2 separate regions of the Gossypium hirsutum genome follow, and region 1 is linked to region 2. Evidence: chromatin contacts called from public Hi-C data. All regions are on one chromosome and are shown on one strand. Each heading gives the region's core, a stretch centred on a gene start, on an enhancer-like site or on the middle of the called end of the contact. The rest is flanking DNA. Distances are from core to core; before and after follow the strand shown. Region 1 holds the start of LOC107896630 (germinal center kinase 1). Region 2 holds the start of LOC107910139 (pentatricopeptide repeat-containing protein At1g26460, mitochondrial).

What was found. Hi-C and Micro-C count contacts between places; a contact is called where the count stands out from the background.
Region 1: a Hi-C map of leaf shows a contact between it and region 2, with 1.7 times the contacts expected there. The contact joins the promoter of LOC107896630 here to the promoter of LOC107910139 in region 2.

What each region holds. Positions count from the first base shown.
Region 1 is chrD02:46,621,817-46,627,781 of Gossypium_hirsutum_v2.1, reverse strand. LOC107896630 (germinal center kinase 1) reads right to left here and starts at 4,630. Exons shown (of 18, transcript XM_041088593.1): 1 at 3,735-4,630; 2 at 3,479-3,567; 3 at 3,280-3,387; 4 at 3,020-3,127; 5 at 2,575-2,665; 6 at 1,630-1,682; 7 at 1,012-1,074; 8 at 230-274. The coding sequence starts at 4,473.
Region 2 is chrD02:46,313,428-46,318,968 of Gossypium_hirsutum_v2.1, reverse strand. LOC107910139 (pentatricopeptide repeat-containing protein At1g26460, mitochondrial) reads left to right here and starts at 4,284. Exons shown (of 7, transcript XM_016837908.2): 1 at 4,284-5,184. The coding sequence starts at 4,571. It overlaps LOC107910140 (50S ribosomal protein L18), which reads left to right. Exons shown (of 2, transcript XM_016837910.2): 1 at 1-134; 2 at 1,967-2,461. The coding sequence ends at 2,362.

The DNA of each region.
Region 1 (5,965 bases), core at 3,381-5,880, 310 kb before region 2:
TTAATGGGAGTTTCCCCTTTTTTGTCCTCAATGGGTATAACACCTCAGTAAAACAGGTAGAGCTAAAAATGAAAAATCCTAATTACTTGGCGTTATATGTTCAATTCAAGTAACAGACCCAACAAGGCCGAATATCTTCTTTTAGAAGTTCAAGGAGAACCAAAATGATGCATTAATTTCCAGCTTTTGTTGGGAGCTACAGAGACAGTAACAGAACTAATCGTAATACCTCAGCCATTTCAATTGCAGATATACCAAGTGCCCACACATCAACCTGGAAGTAAAGAATTTAAAATGCAAGATGTTAGACAACAGACAACTTTACCACTTGTAGTAAAATTTAAAATCCACATAAGAATCCAATAAACGTTTTGTAGTAAAATTTCCAGAAATCTAAACAATGTTTGCTAGCAGGAAAATCTTTTAATAGATGTTCTGACAGGGCACAGTCTTCCACAGATCTTCTTGAAATTTGGGCGTTTACATAATTTTTCTAATGTGTTTCATATTCCAAGCAATTCATGCAATTTCAAAACTTTCAAACTTTTACTCATTCAAATGCATCCCTACAAATGAAATACCCCGAACACACAAAAAGCAGTGCAAGAAAGCTTGTCATGATCTTTCATGGAAGCCCCATCTTCCAAGTACTAATATCTCCACTTTAGGTGTCATACTTCAGGATTAGACCACCGTGTGGATAGCAAAGTAATTTATACTTTTTGTTTTATAAGATATCTAAAAGTCTGCTTTCACACTAAGTACTATTAATGCTTTAGTAACTAATCTTAGGAGCACTTAGGAAACTATTACTTTCCTTGTTATTTAAAAATTGATAGTTCCAAGAAATGTATATGCAACTGCCAACCAACACATCTTCCAATGGATAAAAAAAATCAAATGTAAACAGAAGCACTTATCTGTTCTCCAGTTCTATCACAGAAAAAGGCCGAAGTGCTAAAAACAAAGCATAAAAGGCAATCAATCCATGCAGATTAACAAAAATGGTACCTTTCCATCATACCGACTTTCCTGAATAACTTCTGGAGCCATCCAATGCGGAGTGCCAATAAACTGAAAACAGAATAAGAATACTACAATAAAACACATGGCAACACACAGAGTTCCAGTAATTGAGATTAAAATAATTATGATGCAAGTCAAAAAACATCCATCAATGTCATTTAATATGAAGAAGGCAAAAGATAGCTACTACTAAGTTGGCTGCAGAATTCATCTGCTGGACAGTTATCCCTGCTACCAGAAAAGTGCCACACACCATACGTTCTACAATAAAGGAAGTTAAAGGAGACTTTGTGTTTGCTTGTTATGTATAACTTATCAGACTTGAAACATTGGCTGATGAGTAAACTAGATGCAGAGTTTTCCTTGTTTGGTTATTTAACATTATATCTAAAGCGCTGACCCTGTAAACAATTTTTTCAGCTGATCACTTTGACATTGATAAGAAATTGTAAGATGACACTTATTTCTGTTATGACATTCAAAAACTCTTCCTGAGGTATTCTAGCCTAGATTTGCAGAATGACTGAGCTTCATCAAAGTAACTATAACTTGAAAGAAGAGAAACAGTTGCACACATAGCAAAGCAGTGGGAATACTACATACTGTATTGCGCTTTGACATGGTCCTAGTAAGCTGTGCCGCTACTCCAAAATCACCTGTTCAATAATCAAAATAACAGACAAATATAGGCATGAATTACAAGCATAAAAATGCGGGCTTTTGGTCTCGTTAGTTCTGGGGTTTCAGAGTATGCAACTAAAGAGAGGCACAATGGTTCAAAATGCTTGTCAGAATATGACAACTTTCAGGCCAACAAGTGCAAGGGCAGATCAAGTCACAAGAGAAGCCACTTCATGCAAAAAATTTAAGGGTAGCACCACTTCCCTATAAACCCTGCAAGGAAATCACTTTTGGTAGGACCATAAATGACTAGCAGGGTCGTTTTATTTAATATACCAAGCAAGGATATACTTCAGTACTTTGCCAAGTGCAATGAAAGAACAACCTATGGCAAGTGGTTCCTGCACTGCAGAGTCTAGGGGAGGACATATGTGCAGAACCATACCACGAAAGAAGCAAAGTAGTTGGGATTTCTTAAATTTTATATTTTGAAAATTCACGTCCAAATTAACAAGCATACAAGAAGCAACAATTACCTAAGAAAGCTTGTTTTCTATCAATGATAACCCAAGGAGCATTAGCGTTAAAAGATTTTATTGAAACTTTTTCAACCAATAAGGAAAGAAGCAACCTTAAGGAATCTCAAAACATTTTTTTAATGAGAAACACTGTTGTTTGTACAGCATTATCTTGCATATGAAGGGTCTGACAAGTATTCTTGGTACGTTCTTTTGTAAACACTAAAGGCACAGGTGAACCAAGTAGAAACTTCATTATGATATTGATAACATCTTTCAAGTGAAACAATATAGTTACCAATCCAACTAAAATTAGCATGGGTACACCAATTTCAAGAATTTGAACTTCCCACAGTAGAGTCCCGAGTATTGGAGTATGATTAAATAAATATAGGACAAATGTACTCACCCAACTTCACTTCTCCTTGTTCTGTTAACAAGATGTTACCACCCTTAATATCTCTATGAACTTTGAAAATTGAGTGCAAATAATCAAGGCCCTGCATAATAAGAAATCAAAAGAGACAACATGTTAATTAGAAAGCGAATGCAAATTAGACAATGCATGAACATCCTTACGGGAGACTTTAATTGTTATTGTCTAGGGTCCCATACCTAAAAGGCAAGTTTGAAAACAAATAAGCACAAAAATATGGCACGCGAGCATGTACTGATTCACATGTAAGTGCTGTTAATATCCCATGACCATTGAAAATCAAGCATGGCAAAATGATTACAAGGACGAATGTAACTTAGGTTATCTAGATGCTGTAAAAATAAACTCTACAAACATAGGATACGAAGGTTCCTTGTAACCAGTTTATATATTCCAAACTAAACGGAATGAATAAAACCTTTAAAGCTTCGCGACAGATATATGCTATCTGATTCTCCTCTAAAGGCTCCTCTGTATCATTCATCAAATCAGCTACACTTCCACCTCCACAGTATTCCATTACTATCTGCCCAAACATTGAAATAAGTTACCCTAAAAACAAAATATCAAGGAAATTTCCAAAAGATGAAAAACTAACAAACCAATGTAACCTAGAAACTGAAATTAACTCCAAATTGAAACTAAATTTTGATGGAGAAAAATGCTTATAACACCAACCCAAAGATATTCTTCCCCAGGGTAGCTCCCGAAGTACCGGACAACATTTGAATGACTACATTGCTGCAACATCTCAATTTCACCACGAATTTCTTCATACTCTTCTTCCTAAAAAAAATTACTTGATCAATCACGACTACTGATTAATCAAGCCAATGCCATCAAGTACATCAAATACAAACAAGAAAATCATGCGCACCCCTTCACTTAATGATATAACTTTAACGGCAACAAGCTCGGAAGTTCTTATATTTCTAGCCTTATAAACTGCCCCATAAGATCCTTTCCCTGCCACCCAAAAATTCAATATCAGGTTTTCTTTTGGTCTTAATGGCACTAAAATCAATTAAATCCCTTTCCTTAAAAGAAAAATATAGTTCATTTAGCATTAGCATGGAAAAACACAATTATATGAGAATGAGAATAATGATGATTATCACTGCGATTAAACTCACCGAGCTCATTGAGTAACTCATATTTTGTGGAAGGATCTTCTCTGATAACGCAGTCGGGAACTGAACTCGACAAAACCTTATTATTTTGCAAGAACCGACTCTCTTCCCCTTGCAAAGGCGTCGTCGAAGTAGATGTCTTTTGTTTCCCAAAACCTAGCTCTCCCGTACTCGCCACCGCTCTGTTCACCACCGTCCCGCTCCCTTCTCTCTCGTTCCTCGCCGTTGATCTCACCACGAACGTCCCAAAACCTTCACCTTCATCATCCTCTTCCTCTTCAACGTCCATTTTATCTCCCCTAGCACTAATTGGGCTCACCCCCGCTAAGGCCGGTGGATTAAACGAAGACGGCGTTCCACCGCGAGCTTCACGAACATGATCCTTTTTCACGATCATGGTTCCTAAATCTCCCGCATCGCCACTGCCATCGTCGGCGTCGGAAGGAGTGCCGCCTCCGCCGCCAAAGAGTTTCGGCGCACATTTCAAGGGAGGAGGGATGGAAGATCCATCTTCACCTTCTTCGTCAACGTCTTTGTAAACCATTGTGGCGTAAAGGTCCGGTTCACGAGATGGTTGCGGTTTCGGTTTAGATTTGCCAGAACCGAAATCGGATTCAGAACCGGAATGAATGACAAAGGTAGAGTATAGCTCGGATTTCGCTTGAGATTTACGGGTCCTTCGAGACGTCGGCGGTTGCTCCATTTTCTTTTTCCTGTCTCCGGTAGGAGAGTGTGAGTGCATGAAAAAGTCAGAGAGCTCAGAGCAGTGAACGCAGAATTCGCAGATAGCCGTCGGCGCCGAAGAAGAATAACTGTAATTTGTTAAATCGGAAATTTAATGGGCCCCGCCATGCGTCGTATACTGGATTGTAATTTTTGGGCCTATTATATATACATTGGCCCTAAGAATACCAAATAAGCCGTTTCTGGCAATAAAAATGAAATAAGTTTGAATACTGGTCAATTTTTGCTACTAGTCCTTCTACAATGTCTAAGTTGCAGGTTTAGCCTCTATTCTTTAATTTTTGCCATTTTGCTTTTCAGATTTTGAAATGTTAGTCGTTGACTAATCCTAATCATGGGTCGGGCTGGGCCAATACAAAACTTTAGACTTGTTTTCTACCCAGGCCTGGCCCAAAAAATGGAACTAAAATTTTGTCTAAGCTTGGACCAGATAAAAGTGTTAAACCCGAGCCCAGCCTGGCCCGTCGGTATTAAAATTTTTTATATTATTTTTACTTAAAAACAAATTTAAAAAATATAATACATCAAATACACTAAAAACATTAAAATAAATTTTCTCCAACAAATTGAAAAAACATTAAAAAATGTCTTTATACTTAAATAACATTAAGATAGTTGCAACTTAACAAGCAAATGCCTCCAAAATAGTAGCAAAATTAATAATAAAACAATATTTATACAATATCCAAACAGTAACAACAAAATAGCAGTAATATAATAGAAAAATGGTAGCAAAACAACATCAAGATTCAAAATGACAGTAAACAACAACAAAACAATAGCAAGCAACAGTGAAAATATTTAGGCAAATTTGGGTCAGGTTGGGCCCAAGCAAAAAAAATCTTACCCGAGACACGGCCTGTTTAGAAAATGAGTCTTATTTTTTGTTCAAGCCTATTTTCGGGCTTATATTTTTGCCTAAACCCTACCATTTTTCGGACGGACCTTTGGGTTTGGGAAGATGGTCCGACCCATGATTAGGTCTAATTCTGACCCAAATGGTAGACTAACAATTTATTAAATTATATTTTGTTATTTCTAAAATCTCATCGGCAAACATTATCACATGTGTAGTAATATGTCAACTAGCTATTTTCACATAATACTCATAAAAAAGTCATGTTATTTTAGTTAATGGATTTAACGGCCACTAATTGAGCCAAGACTAAAATTTGAAAATTCAAAAAGTATAGGGACTAAAAATGATCAAATTGAATATAGACTAAATACACCACTTACTCATAGTGCTAGGCTAATAGCAAAATTTGACCTAACAAATTTAATTGCTATTGCTTAAATTAGGAGGACTAAAATTTCAAAATTCAAAAAAGTATAAGAGTAAAATTGACTAAATTCATAACTTGACTACTAATTGTTAAATACAAACAAAATAAAAAGATTTGTTTTTAGAGTTTGGAGAATAAATATCCATATTGAATTTTTTTTAAGCAAGAGGTTAAGGGGTACGAAATCCCCAAATACCTCAATAT
Region 2 (5,541 bases), core at 3,035-5,534:
GGTCCCTCAGCTCATTCCCGACTCACTCTGAACGCTCCAACAAACTCACCTCACTGTCATGGGCCTCTTCGTTTCCCAGTATCAACATATCCATTAACTCATTCACGCTCCCTCCTGCTCCCTCTCTTAACAAGGTATTCCTTTTTTGGTTCCTGGGAAAGGAAATTTGATGAAGTAACGGGTCTTTTATGTTTGATTATGCTGTTATAAGTGTTCTAGGCATGTGAAAAGAAATGGGTTAGTGATTAACTATATAAACTTGGAAAGATGGGGTTTAAATTATTTACTTGATGGCAATTGTAAGCTGGGTTTTGGGTTGCCTTTCATGTTGTAGCTGAATAAGCATGCTTGATTAATGACCAATATTTTTTTTTTCATTAACTTATTTTCATAGATTATATATGTTTTTTCCATAGAGGAATCAGTGTTAGGGGAAGCATTTTAGGTTATAATTGGAGTCAAAACTCTCTATTCTGCAACTGAGTAAATCAGAGCGTTTAGCAGTTGAATATGGTGATATTAGGTGTTCGAGAGTCTGCAAAATGTGTTAGAGCTGACCTGGTAAATATGAAATTCGATTTCTCGAAAATTCTATAACAAAATGTTGTCTCAAAACTTGCCTTTTCTGGTTTACTAATTCCAGTTTGCCTGCTGGTTTGTTCCACGAGGTGATGTTTGTAAGACAATATTTTATAAGCTTGTCCTTTGCGGCGGAGCCCTTTTGTTGATATACTCTTCTAATTGAAACTCAAAGATGTCTTATGAAGTTGATAAGAGTTTACTGGTTTGGAAGGGATAATCTCTTTTCTGTATGAAAGTAGAGATATATACTATGCCAAATAAAGTTTCATAATTTAGAAATCAGATCATTATTGTTTGTATCGAATATGCCTAGACCTAGAAGATTTTAAACAGCCTTTTTGTGCTGTGGAGATTTATCTCGAGGCAAATAATGTGAAGTACACCCTGTTCCGGATGAAAAGATTATAAAATCTTACTTCCATTCTCTGGAGTTAAAGAATATCATGGTGCTTCTGTTTTGATGGTTGAGAAGATATAACATCTTGCCTTGAGGTTTGTTTCGTTACTTACCGGCTTGTTCACAGGGGCAGTTAACATCATTGCTGAATTTTACTAGCAAGCTCCAAAATAAAATGTTTTTGAGCTTAGGTTTTGTTTAAATTTAGAGAATAAAAATCTCCTCTCATCATTGTTCTTGATGTTCCATGGGGTTGGGTTTTATTATAGCATGATCAATGATCAAAATATGGGTAGAAGTACCATGGAGGCCCTTATACTATGAGTCAAATTGTATATTTCTCTTCTACTAAAAAAATGGGCAAATTAGTCATATATATTAGATCAGTGAGCAAACTAGTCTTTCTATTAACAATTTCATCACTTTTTACGATTAAAAATTGATCCTTATACGTCAGCATAAAGTACACGTGGCACGTCATGTATAACTGTCTAGTTATTTGGTTAGCCACACTAGTTTTGAAGAGTAAAAATTGATGAATTTTAACATAAAGGACCAATTTGCTCTTTGATCTAACATATAGAGACTAATTGGCCCTTTTTTTAGTAAAGGGGGTTAAATGCAATCTGACTTTTAGTACAGGAGCCTTTATGGTACTTTCACCTCAAAATATGTGAACTTGTGAACTCGTATGCAGAATTTGTCCTTTTTAGTAAAGCATAATACATCTGGCTGATAATTTTAGTCACTCCTTTTAATCCAAATGGATCTTTGTACAGTTTAACACTTTAGGATCTGAAATTGTTCGGATTTTGGCTTTTATGTTGAATAGTTGGAAAGGTGTTTGTTTTGATTTGTTATATGATAGTAAGTTATGATTTCCTGTTGTGCATATTTAGTGGACAATTCACACACTGAGCGCCCACTAAATCCGTTGAAGGAAGCAAAAAAGAATCCAAGTTAATTTTGTTTGGCATTTATGTTTAGGGTCCTTTTGTTCAAGCTGCCTGGACCAGGAGATCACGTGGTGAAGCTGCAAAGCAACCCAATAGGAAATCATGGAAACAAAGGACCGATATGTATATTAGGCCATTTCTACTAAATGTTTTCTTTTCGAAGAAATTTATTCATGCAAAAGTGATGCATCGAGGTACAAGCAAAGTGATATCAGTCGCAACCACGAATGCCAAGGATCTTAGAAACAATTTGGCATCACTCACAGACCACAATGCATGCAGAATAATCGGGAAACTTATTGCTGAACGATCAAAGGAAGCCGATGTGTATGCAATGTCTTACGAGCCTAGAAAGGGTGAGAGGATTGAAGGTAAGCTAGGCATAGTTCTTGACACCATTAAGGAGAATGGGATCATATTTGTATGAGCCAATCACACATTGGTGTAGTAAAATAATTTCTGAACTGTGGGAATGCAATCAATATTTGAGCCTATTGATATTAGAATAGAATCAATTTTTGTGCTATGGAGTATGAAATGATGAATGTTGTATTTGTAAAACACCTGCAAATGCTTTGCTGGCATCAAGCCAAAGCCATATAATATTGTGAGCTAACATGAATACAACATAAGCTGTAAACAGTAACAAAAAATGAAGCACATCAGGAGAGTGGGAATCAATTATCCATTCTTATTTCTTCTTCTCAAACTCAATCACCACCCCAAAAGAGAAAGTAGTATAATTTCCAAGGCTTATTGCACAAATGTTCTCAAACAAAACCCTAAGATTTTAAATTGGCTTCAAATTTTTTTTGTAGTTAAAGTATGTCACTTTCTTAATCTACTCACTAATTGCCCTGCCACTATTTTGAATGGTAAATGGACCTGTTAAAAGAAAATCTTAAATTTTGTTGCATTATTTTTTAGTATGTCATACTCAGAACTTGTTAATACAAATATATACTATTGTGCTAACAATTTGAGCTATATGTTTTAAATATTTTTCACGTCATTTACAAATTGATATTTAATGCTTAAATTGAAAGTTAAGCTGAGGGAGTAATCTAATTAATACAATTAGGGTTGAAAAAAAACACTTATCAAATCAAGAAACTGAGTTGAACCGGCAATTTGATTCGGGTTTTTTTATAGTTTAGTTCAGTTCTGATTAGATGTTTTCATTGAACCACATCAATACAGTTAGGTTTCGGTTCATTCCATTAGATACCGAAAAGTAAAAAAAAGTTCAAAATTTTTAAAAAGAAACCCAAATTTTTTTGAGCATATAATCTCAATATATAAATATATTTAAAAACCAAAACAAAACTCATTGCTTCTAAAAGCTAAATATAGTTTTTATTATGCTTTTACATATTCTATAATTAAATGAAAAATGAAAAATAAACCCTAAATCTAATTTCAAATTCATCCTCTTACGAATGCATTGGTTATTTATTATTGTTGTTAAAACTTTTAAAATTTAGATTATCATTATTAACATTTTCAAGTTGGGGGCTTTTTTGCTATCATTACACACCAAGAGTTATAAATACAAATAATTCAATGAAGGTTGAATGTGATTAAATCAAAGCTTAATTGGATTTTTAATAAAGATTTTACAAATTATTTTATTAATAAATATATTAATTGAGACTTTATGTATAATTAAAAAAATAAAATTACCAAATAATATCTAAAAATCATAAAATAAAGATAATTTAATTTAATTAAAATTAAAAAGTTTAAATCCAAAAACAATTTTATCCGAATAAAATTCAAAAGCTCAAAGCACAAAAATAATATGAAAACCAAAATCCGATTTAGGCTTAGTTTGGATGGGCGGTGTGTTTAGCTTCGGTGGGGTTAAAAACAGCGGTGGCTGTGAGATTAGTTACTGTAGTAGTGAGATTGGATACTGTAACGGTGAGATTAGAAACAGCGGTGGAGTGTGTATTTGGATTCAAACGTAATTTGACATTAGATTATAATTGATATATATCAAAAGTTTTTAAAATTATTTTACTTTTATAAAATTATTAAAATATGTGAATTTATAAATTCATTTAATAAAATATTAAAATGTATCTTTTAATATTCTATTTATTATCCTATAAATTAACATATTTGTATTTATTTAAATAATAGTTATAACATTAAAACAGCTTAATTGTCTTATTTTCACACCCATATGAAAAATAAAGTGGTAAAAATATTACCCACTGATGTTTCTTTTTGTTTACTGGTGCTTGACCCTTCAGTCCAAAATTTTCTCACCAGTGCGTTGAATGATTTTCACTGGCCAAATTTGGATGCTATCTAAACAGGTATATGTGGTGCGATTGCACCAAAATCAATGATAAACGTGCTTCACTATAGTAACTAGGCATCCAAAGGAGCCCTGTAATAATCAATTTCTTATTACCACCGATTTCTTATAAACCGATCTCACCCCTCAATAAAATATTGATTCTTTGCGAACATTTTTTAATTTAGGGATGAATTTAGAATCGGAAATAGTTTGTGTATATTGAAATTACTATTGTCCCCTTCAAAGGCGATAACCCCTTTTCGTCGTCTCAAAAACCCTAACCTGAAAAGGTCGCTCTTTTGCTTCACTATTGACAGTGAACAAAAAATGGCTTCACAAATGGCGATCTTGACCCGAACACGAATCCTACTCCGAGTAAGCCAAGCCAAATCCATTTCCAGCTTCCCTTTCCTCTCTCAAGAACCCCAACTTGCCGAGTCAGCCCACACGGCTGAAACTCAAACCACCCCTCTCCCTCCCAACCCAGCCTCCGGCAGCCCCCTCTACCACGAGAACTGGCGAGACCCAAACGCAGCCAGAAAAACAACCTCCCTAGCGCAATCCCTTATTCCCCTCGGCTTCCTCAGCCAAACTCCTGGCCAACGGATTCAATACCTCTCCCAAATCCTTGATGCTCCTGCTTTAATGAACCATTTTGCCGATTTGATGACTCAGCAACGATGGACCGACGTGAAAGAACTATTTGAGTTCTGGGTTCGATCGCTGGATAAGAATGGGAAGCCCAATAAGCCCGATGTGAATCTTTATAATCATTATTTGAGGGCTAATTTTATGATCGGAGCATCGGCAGGTGATTTGCTTGATTTGGTGGCGCAAATGGACGAGTTTGCCATTGTTCCCAATACAGCGGCCTTTAATTTCGTTTTAAAGGCTATGAAGCAAGCTAAGGAAACTGAAGCTGCTGAGAAGCTGCTTGAACGGTTAGTTATAGTAGCACTATGCTCCCCCCCCCCCAATTTCTCTCTTTTAAATCCCTATGTTTTTTTTTTGGGTGTTTTGGATAATTGTAGGTTGCCTTTTGCTTGAAAGTTCCATAAATATTTGAGTTAATAAATGAGAAGAGATATAACTAAAAATGTTTCTAATTTGCTGCTAAAGTTTGTTTCTTTGCATTTCGTAGCAGTGAGCTTAGATTAATCTATAAGTTAATTTTGTTTCTTTTTTTGTAATTGTATTGAGAGTTTGGATTTTTTTTATTTAAAATGATATATATAATATTTTTTTTGTTACAATCACTTCTGCGATACTATTGGACTTGGGGTTGTGTGGTCGTGGAT